Regions from separate parts of the Cricetulus griseus genome. Here region 1 is linked to region 2. The links are chromatin contacts, called in public Hi-C maps. All regions are on one chromosome and are shown on one strand. The core of a region is the stretch at or near the end of the contact, and the rest is flanking DNA. Distances in the headings are between cores, read along the strand shown.

The links. Hi-C and Micro-C count contacts between places; a contact is called where the count stands out from the background.
Region 1: a contact with region 2 is called in a Hi-C map of the CHO-K1 cell line, with 4 times the contacts expected there. The contact joins the promoter of Ext1 here to the enhancer-like site in region 2. A contact is called at or near these places in 2 of 8 Hi-C or Micro-C datasets (the CHK-Q cell line and the CHO-K1 cell line).

What each region holds. Positions count from the first base shown.
Region 1 is chr10:1,907,012-1,911,343 of CriGri-PICRH-1.0, reverse strand. Ext1 (exostosin glycosyltransferase 1) reads right to left here and starts at 2,461. Exons shown (of 11, transcript NM_001246767.1): 1 at 784-2,461. The coding sequence starts at 1,745.
Region 2 is chr10:1,588,587-1,592,616 of CriGri-PICRH-1.0, reverse strand. The region is part of intron 3 of Samd12 (sterile alpha motif domain-containing protein 12); the gene reads right to left. Among named protein-coding and RNA genes, the nearest start is that of Samd12, 210 kb to the right of the region's middle. Within about 2 kb of position 1,391, at least 4 of the 6 cell types and tissues checked have open chromatin away from gene starts, as enhancers often do. A contact at or near this core is called in the CHO-K1 cell line, where this site is marked.

The sequences.
Region 1 (4,332 bases), core at 1,212-3,711, 320 kb before region 2:
ACAGTCTACATTTATATGCAAATAGATAAAGACAAAGAAGAAAGGGAAATCTAAATTAGCAAGGGTAGTTTACCACAGTGGGCCTGAGGCCCAGATTTTAAAGTTTCTCCAAAGAAGACAGGGCTTATACATACAAATGAATGAATGAATGAATGAATGAATGAATGATGAATACATTCAAAGCCATAGGCCTTAGCCAACTTACACTCTACCTTTATAAATACCAATGCTATGGAGGAAGTAAGAAGCAGTCACAAGTTGGGTAGCTAAAATTTAACTATTGCTCCAGCTAGCAAGAACCTACAGCTTAGGGAAAAAGATGAAAATTTATGCCTGGCAAAGTCCACGAAGAACAGGAACCCATGTTCATGAAGAAAACAAACAGCACAGTAGGGAGTGTCTGTGGACCTGGATAGACTCAGTGTCTCTCCAGACACCCCCACAAACCTTCTCCAGTAACCCCCCCCCCACCCCCCAAGGAAGCGCAGTTTCCAAACTTGGATCAGAACCCCACAATGCACGGAAGACACACTGGTCCTGAATGGTTTTCAAAGTATCACCTACTGGACTGGAGAGAGTACTGGAGAGAGTTTGCCTGAGGAGCTCAGACTCGCTCTCTAAGCCTGAAACCTGGCTGCTTGGTCCCAGGCAAGCAGGAAGCCACAGCTCTGAGGGCTCCTCCTCCTCCTCCTCCTCCTTCTCCTCCACCCCGGCATCCCCCACCCTGGACTCAGGCATCCAGGGCCCAGGGCTGAGCCACCAAGGGCGGCAGCCCCCACTTACTTCTCATACTCCGTGTTGTCTCTGTCACAGCGAGAGTCCTTGTGCTTTTGCCAGTCTTTGCCGTGTTTGCAGGTGGTGAGGAGAAGGACGTCCTCCCCGTTATGGACATGATATAAGGCATTCCTGGTGTCTGACCCTATCCCTGTCAGGTACCTCTTCCCCTTGAATACCAGCATGTACTTCCTGAGAGGAGGGATGGTGTTAAATTTCAAAAAGCCCCTCTCCCCTCCTGTCCTGGGATGATCCTTAGAAAAGAGGGGAATAGAAACATCAAAGTTGGGTCGGAAGTTTTCAGTACTGATGCTGGCTTTGGCCAGCATCGCCTGGCCGATGTCAAACCCCACGTCCTCGGTGTAGTCAGGCCAAGTGCCGGAATATAAATTAAAAATTAAATGATTCCTACCATTGTTCCATAAGTGGAGACTCTGCACTTTGGATCTCAAATTGTGCACATACTGAGGTGATAACTGGTCTCTGTCTAAAGTATCCAGACTCAGGACAAAGAGGCACGCCTGGCTGGGGTCCGAGGTGTAGAACCTGGAGCCCTCGATGGCCGCTAGAATGTTTTGGTAACTTTCGGCGATTTTCTCCCCTTTCTGCTGCGGGTACACGTAGACTTTGAAGCCGTTTTTCTTGCAAAGGGCGAAGTCGAAGCAAGACTCCATGCGGCACTTCTTGCCTTTGTAGACGCTGGAGTTGGCGTCTCGCTTCTGCCGGGGGGAAACGTGCACGCCGGAATCCTCGTTTTCCAACTGATCCCAAGGAAAGAAGGGGTGCAGAGCGTCCGCGAAGCGGGGCCAGAAATGATCCGGACTGGGCTGGTGCAAGCCATTCCGACCACTGTGCTCCTCTCTCCGGCTGTGGCTCCTCGATGCCCTAAACTGCACGCCTCCGAAATAAAACAAAAGGGCGAGACAAGAGCCAGCAGAGAGCAGGATGAAATAGCGTTTTTTGGCCTGCATGTGTCCTGCCTGGGTCAAGAGGATTGGAAATAAACACAAGAATCACCCAAGTTTCCCAATCAACACTTTGAGCTCCAGTCCGCCATCTTCCCGCCTGTAAAGACTCCAAACTCTCCGCTCCCACCTTCTCTGGATGCCTTTCCCCAAGCCGTGGACTGATCCAGCGCATGTGGGCGATTTCTTTAACTTTCTCCCCTCCGGTCTTTCATCTTCGGGCTGCACAATGCACGGGAGGGAGCCGGGCGGGAGGTCTCGCAGCCAGGGCGGGCGGGCGAGCGAGCAGCGGCCGGCGATTTGCTTGCTTGCTTGCTTGCTTGCTTGCATGCAACAAGACGGAGGGAAAGAAAGCGAGCGGCGAAGGAGAGAAGAAGAAGAAAGAAAGAAAGAAAGAAAAAAAAAAAACCAGCCAAAAGCTCCCGATACCCAATCAATGGCAATGACCGAGTGCCTGGCTTGCCTCGCCGCTCCGATTCCTCTCTCGGCGGCGTCAGGAGAACGAGCCCGGGGGGGAGAGAGCAACTCTTCAACTCCTCCTGCACACGCTCCGGTGGCCGAGCACCGCGGTTCCAACAAGTCAGCCCGCCCCGGCTTCAGCCGGCTAGTGCATCTTGCAGCTGGGGCGCCGTAACCTCACGAATCCCTGCATGGCTCTTTCTTTTTTCCCTTCTGCAGCGGCTCGCACACTCACTCCGCCGCTGTTTACTCCTGCGCTCGCCGGCTCGCCCGCCCCCCGCTCGCTCGCTCGCCCGCCGCGGGGCCGGCTCCCCGGGCGCGCGGCGGCCCGGCCGGCTGCACTGCACGAGGCTGCGCCGATCGGCGGAGGAGGCGGCGGCGGCGGTGGTGGCGGCAGCGGCAGCGGCGGCAGCGGTGCGTCCTCCCCGCGGGCAGTGCCGGCCCGGAGCGTGGCTTCGCAGGGCCCCCGCGCTAGCGCTGCCGACCGCCGCGTTCGGTCGCCGAATGTTACCCGGTTCTGAATGTTACACTTACACATTCCATTCCCGACACGACAGCGCTGACCTCATCCATCCACGCAGCCCGCGCTGCCATTGGCCGGGCGTCACGTCCGGGTGGGGCGGGGCTTCCGCTGCGCCCATTCATAACCCCCCGGCGGCGGCGAGCCGGCAGAGGCGCCGGCGCGCGGCCGCGGGACCCCCTGGAGCCTCCGGGCGAGCGGGCGGGCGGGCGCCGGGGCGAGCCGATCTCCCGGGCGTCGCCCATCGCCGGCTGCCATCTGGACCAGGCTGGTCCACACCATCCACCCCCATCCCACCCCCCAAGGCGAGGGCGCAGGGATGGGGACACGCCCGGGCAGCCTGCGGCTCGGGATGCCCGGGGTCCCCACGAGCCGGGGACGCCTCCCCCGCCCGGAGGCTGAGAGGACCTGGTGGAGGATGCCTGAAAATGGAGAAGCCAGGAGGAAGGGGGTGGGGACTTGGTGGAAAGCGAGCGCCGGGCCGGGAGGTTTCTCTCCCGCGTTGACACCCGCTGAGGCCCAGTGTTGGTTTGTTTTGGTTTGTATTTTGTACATTGACACGATCTTCCTGATTCCCCTGTGTCTAACCCACCCGTTCTTGGGTCTTCCCGGCGGAGACACCCATCCTCGACCAGAAAGAGGAATTGTCACAGTCCGGTGGAATCGTTGCACTTCTCCACCCGTGCTTGGGAGCTTGAGAAGACACCTCCTGAGCCTTTCTTTCTGCTCTGTCCCCACTTCGGTCCTGAGTCCCTCCCTTCCACCTGTTCTCTTCACTGGCCCGGAGGGACCTAATGGCTGAAGAGAGACCATTTCACTTTGCCCCCATTTGGGCTGTTATTCTTGGGGTGGTGTTTTTAAGATGTCACCTGCCCTAGCTATAGAAGGGGACCTTTGAAGCAAAAAAAATAATAATTATTATTATTTACAATAAATGTGCCATGATTGTCCCTGGCTTCGGTTGACCTTGCTTCCATTGACGACCCTTCCCCAAGCCTGTCATCCGGGGTGAACTTATTTGGATGATTCTGATAAACCGGTCTTCTAAAGGAAGCGCCAGTGCCCCCAAAGGTGTGCTAAACTCCTGAGCATCACTTGGCCTCAGAGCCTGAGCACCCTTCCCACCCTAGCCTGGGAGCCTGACCAAGCTGGACAAGCAGTTGCCTAGGGCAGCAGAGCTGTTTAGTGATTGTTTATTGTGGGAGTGTCTGAGCTGGGAGCAGACACATCCAGGCCTCCCTCGGGCTATTGAAAACCCCAGCCGGCTGTGTACCCAGGGTACAGTTGTAATAGGGCAGAGTGGAAAGTTTTCGAACATTGTTGTTTCAGATTTTTTTGAATAGAGCAGGGAAGGGTTGTGGGTGGGCTATGACGGGACATTCCTGAAGCTTCTGCCCGTGTTGGACTTACCAAAAATGAGGCAGCTTTTCAAAGTTTATTTTGTCCCTACCACATGATTTAGAGAGGCCAGAAACAAGGGTTCAGTCATCTTCCAAATAGGATGAGAACCGTGCAGGTAAAGGCAGTTATTGGAGTCACATGTGACCCCAGCTCTCTGCGGGACTGCTAAGAACAGTCTTCAAGGTAGAGTTCTTTCTGCTGAGAGCTGGGTAC
Region 2 (4,030 bases), core at 142-2,641:
CATTTAGTAATGTTAGGCTAAGTAGTTATTCTGCCAGTGAAAGCAGATTTAGATTAAAAGGTGGGGTTTTCGATGTAGATGAGAAAGATCTCCCAAGACCCACGAAGAAAGGAGGAAAGTAATTCTTTTCATATTTCCCATAATCCTGCACTGTTTATGAGGTGATGTTGGATGGTAGGCAGGTTTGAATAGCTCTAGCTACAGAGAATGTCCCAATTAATAGCACACGCCTAAGGCTCAGCAGCCAGAATTTTCTGGAGCTTATAGGGACACTGACCAGGTCCATCACACTCAGCATATGCAGTGACACCTGGCATTAAAGCTGATCAATTTAGATCCAAGAATGAATAAAGAGAAATTTCTTTTTAAAGAATATTACTAGTGTGTATCATATTGTCTCACACACGGTGGTGTTGTTAGAAGAGGGTAGTGGTTTTAAAAGGTGGGGTCATGGGCAGGATGCCTTGTCCTATCTTTGCTTTCTAGGTCAAGATGAGTGATTGATCTGCCCAGTGCTCCCTGTTATTGTCATCTGGTCTACCCGCAGAGGATCAAAGCAACGGGTCTGCCTGATACTGCACTGGAATCTGCAAAACTGTGGGTCCAAACCACCTTTTTCTCTGTCCATGTTAATTGCCACCAGGTAATTCAGTACCTTGACAGGGAGCTAACCCACAGCCAGCTCTCCTACCTTTAGCTGATGTGACTGCTCCTCCTTGAGGAGCTCCCTGGAACTGCAAGCACCTAATCAGCTATTGTTCTGTACAGGAAGACTGAGTAGTCTTTAGGATAAAGTGGGGAAATAATCCTTCACAAACATTTATTCTAAGGACTATTTCACAAAGATGTTATGAACCACCACACGGCACAACTTTCCATCTAAGATATTTCAATGCTTAATATGTACCCACAAAGAATTAAGATATAAAAGGTAGACATAATTGATCCACTCTACCATGATGGCCAGGCTTCATTTTGTATTCAGACAATTTAAGGAGAAACTACTTTAAAGGGTAAAGATAACCCTGCTTTCAGGTGGTGTGTGTGTGTGTGTGTGTGTGTAAGCTCGAGCACTATGTGTGTGCATGCGCCTACCACACACACACACACACACACACACACACACACACACACACACTTGTGTGCACTATTAGTTGCTTATGTTATAAAAATAACAGAAGACCCTTTTGGACAAAAAGGTTGTACCTAATGTGAAAAAGAAATTAATTGACTAAAGGAGAATTTGCAGATTCTGTTTTTTGTTAAGACGAGCATGCCAGAGAGCTGACTCTTCTTGAGGTTTTGGTAGAACTACATTTCCTTCTAGCCTCCAGTAACCCAACTCTAGGATAAACAGTCTCCATTCCTAAGAATGTTTTAAGGATGAGCTGTCCAATCTGCCCACACATGCCAAACAGCCAAGTCTCCTGGTCACATTCCATGTGCAAAAGTGGCAGCTCACACTGGGATCTGCCAGTCTCTTGGGACACTGGAGAAAGAGATTCCTGTGACTGACAGAGCCCATGGCCTCAAATGGCCCTTCCCCCACAGTACAATCTCAGCATCATTTAACTGTGATGCCGTTCCCCGTTTTCTCTAAAGAGTTTTGGAGACATTTCCTATACCCCAGCTAAGAACAGATATCGGTGGCCAGAGGTAGAAGAGGAGAGCAAGATTTTCTTTGTACTATATTAGGGAAAACTGGAGTTAGATTGCACTAACTCTACAGTTTTGAAGCAGAATCAAAGAGGCAGTTTGCAATGTATATGACTCTTCTAAATCAGTTTGGTGGCATTAAATGTGGGATGTAAAGAAGAACAGAAAACATTCAGCTTCCCAATTATCAACTACATTAATTGTTAGTATTCATTACATTAAAAGATATGGGGAAGTATTTTGACCAGAAGGCACTACCATTTTTTTTTTCCCTGATCAGGGAATGTCACTCAAATTCTATTACAGGATAATCAGTGACACTACCATCCTACTCAGTTGCCTCTAACAGGCCCTTGGGAGTCAGCTGCATTCAAGGAAACCTTTAAACGTGAACAGAATCAAATAGCAATGACTTGGCTTCATCCAAAATAACATAGAGCTTGTTGAGCTAAATGTTACTGCTGCCAAAATCGGAGATTGTAGAGATTGTCTTAGAGGAAAATCAAGCCACTTTCTGGCATATAGTTTCACTCATTAAGGCTTGGCTAACCTGGCCAGTACTACTAAGGACAACTGGAATGATAGAAACAGAGGGAGGCCTCTCAGCCAACATTAACCGGCTTTACTGCTCCAAGTTTGCTCCTCCACCCCCGACAGTAGCATCTACATCCATCTCTATTCTTTCACCGCCCCCCCAATACTCCCAGTATTTGCAGTCATCACTGAGTGCTGTCTGATTATCTAAGACTCAAATTTTATTTTGATGAGTTACTTAATGTGTTTGTATTTTGAATACTTTTCAGAGTGTTCGAATGTTTGAGGAAATATTTAGCAATTTGGCCCATTATTTTGAGGGGGAGGGGGAGTGCTGTGCTTTCTGGATTTAAAAAAAATAGAGCTGTGCAGAATGGGGTTAGTGAAGAAAACTTGGGACTCGAGAGTTCTCCTAGGAAACATTCAGTTCAGAACAGAGTTACATCCTTACACAATGAGCCCTGTTCTCTTTGTTTTCTTCATGTCTCCATTCTACACAATGAGCCCTGTCTCTTTGTCTTCTTCATGTATCTGTTGTACCAAAGCTGGCTCTCTAGTAATAGCTCAGCAAGTGTTTATTGAGTAATTAATGGGCACTAATTTAAAGATAATTGAACAATTAGTAGGTAATGAATGATTTGTAAATTAGCAATTTATAATAAATTACAAATTATTTAGTTAATCAGTAAATAATTAAGCTTCAAAAGAAATAGTTATGAGATATTCAGTAAGTAAACAAATGACCAAAATAAAGAAAAAAAATCCCCTAAAATGAATGGGCCAAAATACTGGATATTTGCAATGAAATGTTATTATTTTCTCATACTGTAAGATATAAGTGGGTACTGAAGCAAAATTAGATAAATTAGTGTGAGTAGTGCAATTCACAGTATCATCTTGCATAATAACCTATTATTAACAATGATTTATTTAATATTCAACTGCTAAATGCCCAATTTAGAATCTTACCGTTTAAACATCTTGAGAGAATTTTCTATTCTAACTGCATTGCTCTGCAGATGAGGAGTCTGAGACTCATTTTGGATGAACACCTGCCCTACAATTCTTGGCAAGAACACAGCTCACCATGCCTTCAGTCAGTTCCTTCTTTTTCTCAGCTCCTACATCTCCAGCATCTACTATGCATTCTTTCTAGTAAGAAGGCCAGTTCCCTTGTGACTTCTGAATTAGTATTTATTAAGGTATTCTTGAAATGCCCATTATTTTAAACTATACTGTTTCAAAAATGGGCCTCTGATCTTCTGAATCTAGTGTGGCTTTGCCCTTAGTGGTTGATGAAACATTCCTTTGTACTGTCACTTCTTCTGGGAGCAGAAGAGACCTGTTCATAAATCCAATTTAATTTTTAACCATTCTTTTAAACTGCCCTTTCCAAGAAAAGCCAACTCAAATGTGTACAGCAAATGTGACAAGGAGGGATGTGAATCACAACAACTTCCCCAAAGAAAGTCAACCATTTCTTCAATAAAATCAATAAAGCCCAAAAGATTTTTTATCGTCCACACTCACATGACCCCAGCATGTGACACCTCAGTAAGAACTGCTTTTCCCATTGCTTTTAGTCATCTTGTCTCTGAGTTTTGTTAGCAATATCAAAAGGGATGTTGAGATCATTTTTTGGTGTCTTCTCTACTTGTAGTTAAAGGTAGCAATTTCTCTTGTTGAATAATAACTTCACCATTACATAACTCAAATGATGATGTCTGAAATAGATATATCACAAGAGAATACTGACTCTCCTAAGACTCTCTTGATGGAAAACATCCCCCTCTCCCAAACTACATATTAATAGCCCAGGTTAGCAGTTCTATGAGAGGTA